Regions from separate parts of the Sus scrofa genome. Here regions 1 and 2 are each linked to region 3. The links are chromatin contacts, called in public HiChIP or PLAC-seq maps. All regions are on one chromosome and are shown on one strand. Each heading gives the region's core, a stretch centred on a gene start, on an enhancer-like site or on the middle of the called end of the contact. The rest is flanking DNA. Distances are from core to core; before and after follow the strand shown.

What was found. HiChIP or PLAC-seq counts read pairs in DNA pulled down with a chosen protein or histone mark.
Region 1: a contact with region 3 is called in an H3K27ac HiChIP or PLAC-seq map of alveolar macrophages. The contact joins two enhancer-like sites. A contact is called at or near these places in 1 of 5 promoter capture datasets (liver), 23 of 47 Hi-C or Micro-C datasets (adipocytes, alveolar macrophages, brain and 13 more) and 2 of 2 datasets of contacts at active chromatin or transcription factors (alveolar macrophages and skeletal muscle).
Region 2: an H3K27ac HiChIP or PLAC-seq map of alveolar macrophages shows a contact between it and region 3. The contact joins two enhancer-like sites. A contact is called at or near these places in 2 of 2 datasets of contacts at active chromatin or transcription factors (alveolar macrophages and skeletal muscle).

What each region holds. Positions count from the first base shown.
Region 1 is chr16:35,361,488-35,365,347 of Sscrofa11.1, forward strand. The region is part of intron 4 of ANKRD55 (ankyrin repeat domain-containing protein 55); the gene reads right to left. Among named protein-coding and RNA genes, the nearest start is that of IL6ST, 210 kb to the left of the region's middle. Within about 2 kb of position 2,069, at least 5 of the 83 cell types and tissues checked have an H3K27ac peak or open chromatin away from gene starts, as enhancers often do.
Region 2 is chr16:35,278,695-35,282,546 of Sscrofa11.1, forward strand. ANKRD55 (ankyrin repeat domain-containing protein 55) reads right to left here. Exons shown (of 15, transcript XM_021076744.1): 9 at 2,412-2,472. Among named protein-coding and RNA genes, the nearest start is that of IL6ST, 130 kb to the left of the region's middle. Within about 2 kb of position 2,402, at least 9 of the 83 cell types and tissues checked have an H3K27ac peak or open chromatin away from gene starts, as enhancers often do. A contact at or near this core is called in alveolar macrophages, where this site is marked.
Region 3 is chr16:35,898,076-35,901,617 of Sscrofa11.1, forward strand. The region is part of intron 1 of MAP3K1 (mitogen-activated protein kinase kinase kinase 1); the gene reads left to right. Among named protein-coding and RNA genes, the nearest start is that of MAP3K1, 28 kb to the left of the region's middle. Within about 2 kb of position 2,191, at least 14 of the 83 cell types and tissues checked have an H3K27ac peak or open chromatin away from gene starts, as enhancers often do. A contact at or near this core is called in alveolar macrophages, where this site is marked.

The sequences.
Region 1 (3,860 bases), core at 819-3,318, 540 kb before region 3:
GATTTAAGGACATGATGTATATAAGGCATTTAGCACACTACCTGGAATAGAGTAAGCACTCAGTATAGTAGCTGTTATTATTACCATTATTATCATTAAATAGATCACTTGATACTTCTTTACTGCTTTTTTTTGGATTATTCTTCCTCCTTCTAGGAAGACAATCAGCTTCTTATGTTCAAAGACTATGTTTTATGCTTCTCTGTAGCCCTGGCATTGCCTTTTGCATTCCCTGAACAAGATAAAAGTACCACAACTTTTTATTGCTCAGTCTCACCTCATATTAAGAAGTAAAACTGACCCTCAGGTTAATTTTTAGCAAACCCATACAGACATTGGTTGGAGATGCCACTGCCACAAGCCAAGAATCCCTACAGAGTTTTCTGATCCTGAGATACTGGCCATTCGAAATTCACAGAGTAGTCTATATGCCTGTAATATACATTTTATTAAAGGAAAGAGATTATTTTCTATACAATTTGGGCATTATCTATAGTATAGGAAAGAAACAAAAAAGGAGAAAAATGTGGCAAGTGACAAAATGATATTGATGAAGAATAGGACATCTGTATAGTTTATCAACCAAGAGAGTATAATGAAGTTGAATAGAATGTCCTTCCCTACACCCCAGCTCTGGAGTTTTGTGATGTTAGTGATGAATAATGGCCCTGGTCCAGGATTCTACTGCTTTTCTCCTTTAGTTTTGCTGATTCTCAAAAGAAGCACTGAACTGCTTTCTCGTTCCCTGACAGCATTAGATGTGGTTGCAAAGCTCTTCTCAGCCACAAATAAGGATGATTGTACCGGTTGTCCCAAGGGATTCGGCTCTATTTCTCAAGCCTTTTGTGTGTGTGCTGAGAAACCCTAGGGTGAAATGTCACTTCCCTAGAGAGTTAGGGGCTCTTTCAGCACAACAAAGTAGCCTCATCTCACACTGGGTCTGAGCCTTACCCTGGGGTCCCTCTGCTGGCCATGAGAAACAAGAGCAGAAAGCAGTTCTTTGGGGTAAGAAACCCTGAATTTGTCTTTGAAGGTAATACATAGAGAGAGAAGAACATTCCTGTTCAATAGGGGCAGCTGTACTTGGGTTAAGCAATAAAATGGGGAGAAGAGACTAAGCTCACAATAACAATGTAAGTTTCCCTCCACAAAGAGGATTAACAATTGGATTCAGGTCTCAGTCCAAAAATAAAAATTTAATGCAGAGTATTGGGGAAAAAAATCTCCTTTGAGGAATACCTGTAATGTACAACTGTAGTTTTGTTTTCAGGACAAGGTCAGCCATCAGTGGAGACTGCTCAGTCTGCTCGCATAAACCCACTGGATAGCGTGCTCCTCACCTATAAGCACTCCACCTCTCCACCAGCCTGCTTCAGTCTAGTCTAATTCACGAGTCAGGTTACCAAGGTACTGTGGTGAGAGGTACCATAGAAATACCAAAGTGAATGGATGGAATCAGAGACTCAAGAGTGCTCAATAGATGCAACATCCTGATTATGGACTGGGCTTTGTGGCCTGCTGGCCCGGGGTTTTGTTAACTGCCCTGGCTTCCTACAGAGATTTAGGGCCTGGCCTCTGCCTGCTTTGTTGCTGTGGCTGGTGTTTATGGTCCCTTTTGTGTCAGAGGGACCACAAGAAAGCATGGGCTCAGGTACTGACCCAGAATAGGTAAAAGAAGGGCTTCTTAGTAACAGAGAAGCAAAGTCTAGGGTTTGTCACCAAAAGGACCAGAACAAGATAAATCAAAACCAACCACACAAGTAACAACTTCAAACCCTCTCTTGGTTCATCTTCTGATCAAGTGAAATGAAATTTATACACGATTTAATGACACTAGACATATCTACCACTCCAGAGGGGAAATAGATGAAGAGTTTAAATTTTTTAATATCAATAAGAAATAGATGGTACCTGGTAGGAAATTCTGACAATACAACAAAAAAGGAATTAGTAAGGCAGCCCCTGAAGAGGATATATGTACAGTTAGGAAAAGGGCAGGGCTCTGAAGGGGCCTTGGCCACACCCGAGATGCAACACATCCCGGCAGCCAGTGGGGGTCAGAGGTGCTCTATGTCTTAGAGAGAGTCTGGCTGTGTCTACTGTTCAGCACCTTTAACCCCAAGACCTATACATCCTGTTAATAGGAACCCAGCTGGAATGCCCCTGAAGTCTGCACTTCTTTCCAGGAAGAAAAGCACCATAAAAACAGGGCAGCTCATCTCAGATGCTTTACCATAAAGGTTTGTTTTGACTTCAAAACAATTTGCATGTTTTATATTTTCCTGCATTTGCTCTTTTCCCATTCCACTTGCTTCCAGTAATAACTCTGTAGTCATGGAGAAAGGGCAATCATCTCTCTCAAAATCAAGCCTATGGATACTCTGAAACAAGGACTCTAGTCAAGTTTCCTGACATTTGTCTCTTTTAAGTCACTGGAAATTTGAAGACAATGCTTATAAGGCGGTAGATAGGTCTAACTCGTTTGTGGATGTACGCAGGCATCCAGGCTGGAGGTGCTCACAAAAGCTCATGAGAGCCAATCATGTGCCTCTCTTCCAACCATCTAGTAAGTGATGTTATGGTGGTAGTGAGACACTGGCCATGGTAGGAGTACTTACATCAGAGATATGAGCAAATGCTGCACATCAGGGCTCTTTTTTTCTCCGCTTGAAGTGATTCTGTTCACTTATTTTTTTCTAATTATTATTATTTTTAATGCAAGTATAGTTGATTTATAATATTGTTATTTTTAGACATTCAGCATAGTGATTCAGTTTTTTGTCTGATTATACTTCATTAGAGGTTATTACAAGATAATGAATGTAATTTCTTACACCATATAGTAAATTTTTGCTGCTTATCTATTTTATGTATAGTAGTTTGTATCTGTTAATCCCATACTCCTAATTTGTCCCTCCCCTCTCTCCTTCTCCTCTTTGGTAACTGTAAGTTTGTATGTCTGTGAATCTGCTTCTGTTTTGTATACAGATTCATTTGTATTATTTTTTAGATTTCATATATCTATCATATAGTATTTGTCTTTTCCCGTCTTTCTTCATTAAGTATAATAGGTCCATACATGTTGCTGAAAATGGCATTATTTCACTCTTTTTTAGGGCTGAGCAATTCTATTGTACCATAGGACCACATTTTCTTAAACCAATCATCTGTTGATGGGAACTTAGGTAATTTCCATGTCCTGGCTATTGTAAATAGTGAATAATGGGGTGCATGTATCTTTTCAAATTAGAGGGTTTTTTTGTTTTTTGTTTTTTTTTCCCTGAATATATATCCAGGAGTGGGCTTGCTGGATCACATGGTAGTTCTTTTTTTTTTTTTTTTTTTTTTTTCAGCTGTACCCATGGAATATGTAAGTTCCCAGGCCAGGGATCAAATCTCAGCCATAGCTATGACTGACGCAGCAGCTGCAGCAATGCTGAATCTTTAACTCACTGTGCCACACTGGGAACTCCAGTAGTTCTATTTTCAGTTTTTTAAGGAACCTTCACTCGGTTTCCCATAGTGGTCACCATTGTACATTCTCACCAACAGTGTACGAGGGTTCCCTCAGGGCTCTTTATTCTAGAAAGCAGCTTTGTTAAACATATAACCATACCAATGGATACAGGATAAGTTTAAAAGTAAAACGTTTAGGGGAGTTCCCGTGGTGGCGCAGTGGTTAGCGAATCCGACTAGGAACCATGAGGTTGAGGGTTCGATCCCTGCCCTTGCTCAGTGGGTTAATGATCCGGCGTTGCCGTGAGCTGTGGTGTAGGTTGCAGACGCGGCTCGGATCCCGCGTTGTTGTGGCTCTGGTGTAGGCCGGTGGCTACAGCTCCGATTCGACCCCTAGCCTGGGA
Region 2 (3,852 bases), core at 1,152-3,651, 620 kb before region 3:
CATATGGAGGTTCCCAGGCTAGGGGTCGAATTGGAGCTGTGGCTGTCAGCCTACATCACAGCCACAGCAATGCCATATCTGAGCCACGGCTGTGACCTACACCACAGCTCACAGCAATGCCCCATCCTTAACCCACTGAACAAGGCCAGGGATCTAATCTGCATCCTCATGGATACTAGTTGGGTTCATTAACCACTGAGCCGTGATGGAAACTCTGACTTTTTCAATATTTACCATATTTTATCTGAAAAGTGTTACAATAACCACTATTAGAAAGATCTTTGTCTACTTTCCTTGTCTCCACCAGCCAGGGGCCTCCCAGGGCAGGGAAAAATAGAGAACTGTCATTTTGATAGGGGCTGTTCAGCTCCATTGAGGGGTGGACAAAGTTGGATGTCTATAAGAGGAATTTAGGGTGTGAATAACTGAATTTGCTCTCTTTCTAATTAGTCTCACTGTGGGTGATGAGAGTAGGAGTTGGGAATGGAAGAAGTGGTTGGCAAATTGCCCAAAGTCTAGAAGTTCATGATTAATTGACATAAACTGTGAGCCCTCAAGCTCCCTGCTTTCACACCATTGAGTGATTGGAGTGTGCCTTCTCATCTCTGGTTCTCATTTTTAAAGCAGAAGTTTAAAACTGCGATACTCTCTCATCTGGGGTTCTGCTTTAAACCACTGAAGACATGGGAGTGGAAGAAGTCCAATATCAGGTCTAGGTTGTGAAGTAGGGGCTTTTTGGCGTGGTCATTAGTGTCAAGTTAGTGGGAAAGAAGCCTTTGATCAGGAGACTCAAGAAAGAAGAGGGAGGGAGTTCCCGTCGGTGTTGGTTGCAGACATGGCTTGGATCCTGCGTTGCTGTGGTGTAGGCCAGAAGCTGCAGCTCCGATTCGACTCCTAGCCTGGGAACCTCCATATGCCTACATGCCGAGGGTGAGGCCCTAAAAAGACTAAAAAAGAAGAAGAAAGAAGAGGGACAGGACAAAGTTGGAGTGGGAGGCCCAGCCCCAGTTCGGGGGTCTCCTCTGGTCTTGTCTGTGGCCAGCTGGCCTCCTTGAAAGCAGTGTTATCTTGGGGCATATGCGTTTTCAGTGCTATCAGACTTTCTTAACGTAACCAGACATTCTTTGTGAAGTGCAGCCAAACCAAGCTTACATTTATAAAAAATTCCATTATAAACCAGGTATTTATATCAGTTTTAAAAAAGCTTATTAAAGAAATCAGGCTGGCTAATGAAAATCAGACCTGCTCCGGGAGTTCCCATCGTGGCGCAGTGGTTAACGAATCCGACTAGGAACCATGAGGTTGCGGGTTCGATCCCTGCCGTTGCTGAGTGGGTTAACGATCTGGTGTTACCCTGAGCTGTGGTGTAGGTTTCAGACGCGGCTCGGATCCTGCGTTGCTGTGGCTCTGGTGTAGGCTGGTAGCTACAGCTCCGATTCAACCCCTAGCCTGGGAACCTCCATATGCCACAGGAGCGGCCCAAGAAATGGCAAAAAAAAAAAGACAAAAAAAAAAAAAAAAAAGAAAATCAGACCTGCTTTTTTTTTTTTTTTTTTTTTTCTTTTCTTTTTCTTTTTTTGTCTTTTTGCTTTTTAGGGCTACACCCACGGCATATGGAGGTTCCCAGGCTAGGGGTCGAATCAGAGCTGTAGCCACTGGCCTACGCCAGAGCCACAGCAACATGGGATTCCAGCCACGTCTGCAACCTACACCACAGCTCACGGAAATGCCAGATCCCCAACCCACTGAGCAAGGCCAGGGATTGAACCTGCAACCTCATGGTTCTTAGTCGGATTCGTTAACCACTGAGCTGTAATGGGAACTCCCAGACCTGGTTTTTAAAGAGTTAAGTAGATACAAGATCCTGAGCTACTCTGGGCAGTCCTGCCTGATCTGATCCACCCTCCTTCAGGAACTTTGTTGAGAGTACTCCGCTGCCTTTTTGGAAGCCTTGTGCAGGATTGCCTTGCAACACAAGGGAAACATCAGTTGTGACCACTGGCATTAATAATGCGGTTTCTGGATTAGGGAGCCTAGAATTATTATCTATCTGCCATCTTTCACTCAGAGAGAGAGCATCAGCAGCCAATGAAGTTTCTAGTTCTCGAGAAGACAGGAAAGAGCAATATCTATTTCTCAATGTCCAAAGGGAAATTACAAAATTTCAGTGGTATGATAAATGCTTAAGTACTTAATGCAATAAATCCTTCTCTATTAAAAGCTCCCCACACCCACAGTGGGATAAATTTCTGCCTGAGGAATAATTGTGGAGACACAGGCTTCCCTCTCAGGGTAGGAACACAAAACTGCTCCATTCCATCTTGTGAGAGGAAGCTCCATAGTTCAGAAAAGCCCTTCTTCCCATCCCAACACGCACAATGGCCAACTGTTCCTTGAGAGGGCAGGCTTACCTCATTGTCCTGGTGATTAATCTCACTGAGATTTGACTGTTGTACCAAGACTGTTAGGAGCCTGTAAAGAAAAACAGGAGAAGTAGCTCAAAAGAACAGAATCTGTATGAGAATACAACTAGAAATACAGTCTGTTGAAGGCCTCTGAATCAACACAGCCCTTTGCATTTACTAAGGGAAAAACCATGGAAAAGAAGCCAGCATGAAAGGTAAAAAGACACAAGAAGGCGTGTGGGAGGAAGGCTTCTGTCTCTTTTCCCACTTAGTGCTCCTGGAGGGGCCAAAGGGATCGGAGAGAGTGAATCCTCAGGCTTATCTTGTTCACCAGACTTGAATCTCTTTGTGTTCACTCTAAGAAGCAAGGTCCTCCAGGGCTTACTCTTTATTCATTTTATATAAACTTACAGAGTGCTTTCATATTGCTTCACCACTAGGTATGTGTGTCATGATTTCTAAATGTGTTAAGTTATACCAGGATGCAGTCAGCCTTTACAACGTTGCTGATTCTTTCAAAAACATACAAATATCTAAGCATGCAATGACAGGAATCAGTGTGGAACAGTTGTCAGTGATTCTCAGCTTCCAGTTCTTATTCCACTTGGGTCGCATAGTTGGTTGACTGAGGTCAACACACCATCTGTGAGAGAGAAGCAGTTGAGTGTAGTGGTCAGGAGCCCAGACACAGGAGCTGGACTGCCTGGGTTCACATCCCATCCCTATCGCTGACCAACTCTGTGACTGCAGGCAAGGAACTTAACTTCTGTGCCTATGTGTCCTCATTTGTAAAAGAGGAATAATACAAAGTTCCTACCTTATAGCTCAGTATGAAGATTAAAGGAGTTAATATGCATGTGGCATTTAAAGCATATCTGGAACACAGTAAGTGTTACTTCTAGAATACTTAACCCAGAAGTTTTAACCCTGGCTCCACCTCAGAATACCCCGGGGAGATTTTTTTTTTAAAAACCACAAATACCTGGGCTCTATATTCAGGGTTTCTGACTCAAGAGGTCTGGAGAGAAGTCCAATTTCTACAGTTTAAATAAGCTGTTCAGGAAATTCTGGTAAACAGTCAGATTTAGGAACCACCAAGAAAGGCGCTAAATGAATTAATCAATGGAAACACATTGTTATAGGCAGATGTATCCCCTCAAATTTGTATGTTGAAGTTCTAGCCCCTGTGTGCCTCAGAATGTGATTATATTTGTAGACAGAACCTTTAAAAAGGAAATTAAGTTAAAATGAAGGATTAGGGTAGGCTCTAATTCAATTTGACTGGTGTTTTCCTAAGAAGAGGCGATTATAAGAGTTCCTGTTGTGGCTCATCGGAAATGAATCTGACTGGCATCCATGAGGTATCATGTTCGATCCCTGGCCTTGCTCAGTGAGTTAAGGATCTGGCGTTGGTGTATGTAGCAGTCAAGGCTTGCATCCTGAGTTG
Region 3 (3,542 bases), core at 941-3,440:
AGTTTGTGGGCCAGGAATGGAACCTGCACAACAGCAGCAGCCCAAGCAGCTGTGGTGACAGCACTAGATCCCTAACCCGCTGTGACAAGAGAACTCCCAGCACATGTTTATTTTTAAGGAAATATTTCAACCATACAGAAAAACACAGAGGGAAAATATTAGAGAATAGTCTAGTGAACAGCATAAAACCTTTGCATGTGTTTAACAAATGTTAATATTTTACCATAGTTGCTGCAGTTGGGTGTGTGTGCACTTTAAACAAATGAATATTAAAGGCATAGTTGGAGCCACCTCTTTCTTCTTACCTCTGTCTTTGCACCCCAGAGTCAATGAGTAGCCTTGATGAGCAGCCAGTCTTCACATTCCAGATGTCTCTAGTCAACATTGTTACCTCCTTGAAACTAGAAACAGTAGTTGTATTTTGCTATTTTCATCTGTTTTTTCAACTAACATGATGTTAAAAGAAAGTATGAAGAACATAGACTAAAAGGAGCAGAGACCTGGTTTTGAAACTCAGAATTCCCACTCGCTATGGGTCCTTAGGCAGGTTCCTTAATCTTTCTGCAAGAGTTTCTTTGCCTGCCCAACAGAGACAGTGTGTCTTACCTTGTAGGCTTTTGTGAAACTTGGAACTACTTGTATGGATGGCACCTAGCGTAGTACCCAGTACAGAGGAGGCTTCATAAAGAGTAGCAGCAGCAGGAGTTCTCATTGTGGCTCAGCAGAAACGAATCTGACTAGCATTCTTGAGGACACAGGCTTGATCCCTGGCCCCAACTCCATGGGTATAGTAAAGACTACTGAATAGTACACTTTAAATGGGTGAATTGTATGGTCTGTGAATTATATCCCAATAAAGTTGTTTCCTATACCACCACTAGAATACTTTTCTTGTGAAAGACAAAAAAAAAAAAAAAAAAAAAAAAACTTGAGAACTAATTTACACTGTAGAAAAGCTGCCAAAGGTTAAGAATTTACAGATAAATTTACCATAAAATGCTGAATAAGAAAACGTGACCTGGGAGTAAAAGATACATCCTATTTGGAGTTCTGCTGTGGCTCGGTGGTAATGAACCTGACTAGTATCCATGAGGACACGGGTTCGATCCCTGGCCTTGCTCAGTGGATTAAGGAACCGGCATTGCTATAGGCTTCGGTGTAGGTTGTAGACGAGGCTCAGAACCCCTGTTGCTCTGGCTGTGGTGTAGGCTGGTGGCTATAGCTCCAGTTCGACCACTAGCCTGGGAACTGTCATATGCTATGGGGGCAGCCCTAAAAAGACAAAAACAAAACAAAAAAGAGTAGCAGCAGCAGCATAAATACTGATAGTAGTAGTTGCAGTAGTTATGTTTATTTTGTGCTTCCCATATACTTGGCACTGTTTTAGTGCTTCATCCACCATGTTCGTTCATTTTAAAACTATGAGATGACCTTGCTGTTCAGTGGGAAAATTAAAAAATAAATAAATAAAATAAATAAATAAATAAAACTATGAGATGAGAACTATATGCAAAGGGCTTAAAACAGTGAAAGACACATAGACTATGTACACCATAAATACTGGCTATTATCTGCATTTTACACAGGAAGAAATTAGGGGGGTGAACTTCCTTGTAAGGATTTTACCTATAAACTTATTTTAATCCTAATAGCAACTCTGTTTGGTAGGAATTATTATCCCTTTTACAGTGAGGAAGTTGAGATACAGAGAGGTTAAATAACTTGGGCAAAGCCATATAGCTAGTAGGTGTCAGACCTTGGATTTGAACCCAAGCCTTCTAGCTGTAGAACTCATGCCATTGTTCACTGCTGTATGTCTTGTGATGATGTTCGTGGTATGGCTTCTTTATCTATCCTCTCCTAGAAGCATAGCTTTCAGGTTATGTCATCTCTGTTGAATAAGAAGCCCTTTTGATTTTGTCGTGTATACAACTGAGACTTTACTGGTTTTGGTGGCTATTAGCCAGTAAGTGTCCCTAATAGACCCTCCCCCCATACTTTCTAAGTTCCCCCATGTGGGCCTGGTATGTGCCAGTGAATGAATTTGGTCAGTTCCTTGTAGCCATCTCTGTGCAGCACTGGTTCCTCACCCATCACCCTCACTTCCTTCAGCCACATTGGTCTCACTGCCTCTGCTGTGCACTGCTTCTGCCCTGACCTACTTCCCACCAGTCATTGCCAGGAGCACTGTCATCCGTGCTGAGAACACACGAGTGCTCCCACTGTGCCAGAGCTCCATGGGTTTGCAGTGAAGGGAGGACCATGCACCAGGTTCCTTTTTTAGTTCATATTCTCGGGCTTTCCTCTAGGCATAGAGAGATTTGTAGAGAAAATGACTTGTCAGGGGTTTTTTTGGTTTTCGTTTATGAGTCTTTTTTTTTTTTTTTTTTTTCCCACTGATGTCTTTGTGTTTATCCCAGACCAAAGTCCTTGGCAGAGAGTGAGTGGACTAGGCAGGAGCAAATCTTAGTGACACTCTCTGGCCTCTGTTGTGGTTAGATTGGACCACGTTTGAATGTCTCACACCCACTTCTCTTAGGATGAATTCGTACCAGGTGAATTTACCCATCTCTAGCTGGCTGTCAGGTTATCTTTTTCCCTCATATTTTGATTCTTGGAGCTTTAGTTGCACTGAACACAGTTCCTGAATTTTATGATAGCTTAAGAAGTCTTAAATAGTAAGACATTAAAATAGCTGATGTTCATCTTCTCTGGATTTTTCTTTTCAGATCTCTTGTCTAATTTGAGTCAGAAAGTTCTATAGAGATGATCCAGTACAGACTGCTTACGGTATCTTCTAAGAACCACTACTCTATTAAAGGTGTTTTGCTAAAAAAGGACTTCTGTGCCAAATAAGCGTGAGGAGTGCTGCATACCTTCTGGTTTAACACCCCCCCCCACCCCCAGCCCCTGCAAAGTATGCTGCACACAGGTCTTTGAATAAGCTTGTTATAACTTTGGTGTTTCCTGAACAGCAGAATCATAAACTGTTTAGTATTCTATAGAATGTTGTTTTCATCAAAGCTGGTCAAGAAAATTTTTCAGCCTTCATCTGCTCTTTGCTTATCAGTTCTGTTCGTTCCTTTAAAATTATTTAGGCATCATCTTCTCTGTAGATCTTTCTAGGACTTCCCTAAATGAAATTAAGGAGGGAAATCCACTCCATACTTGCAACCCTTTATGATATATCAAAATACTTTTATTATAGCAGAACTGGCATCTGTTTTCGCTGTTCTGCTAGACTCAGTGCCTAGAGAAACAGAGATCTTGTTTTATCTTTTCTTTATCCCACTTTGTATTTATATCTGTTGCCTAGCCCCGAGCTTACACATACTAGGCATGCCAGCAGTCAGTCATTGAACACAGTGGTTTTCTAGCATTAAAAGCATGGAGAAGAAAAGCTAAGTTTGTCAGGAAGTCATTCTTCCTCATTATGAGCATCCCAGTTAACATGACTTTCCACCAGCTAGAAGGAAGTACTATAGAAATAGTACTAGCTGTTCTACTGGGTTTGCAAGAAATCATTTTCCTAGCAAAGTCTG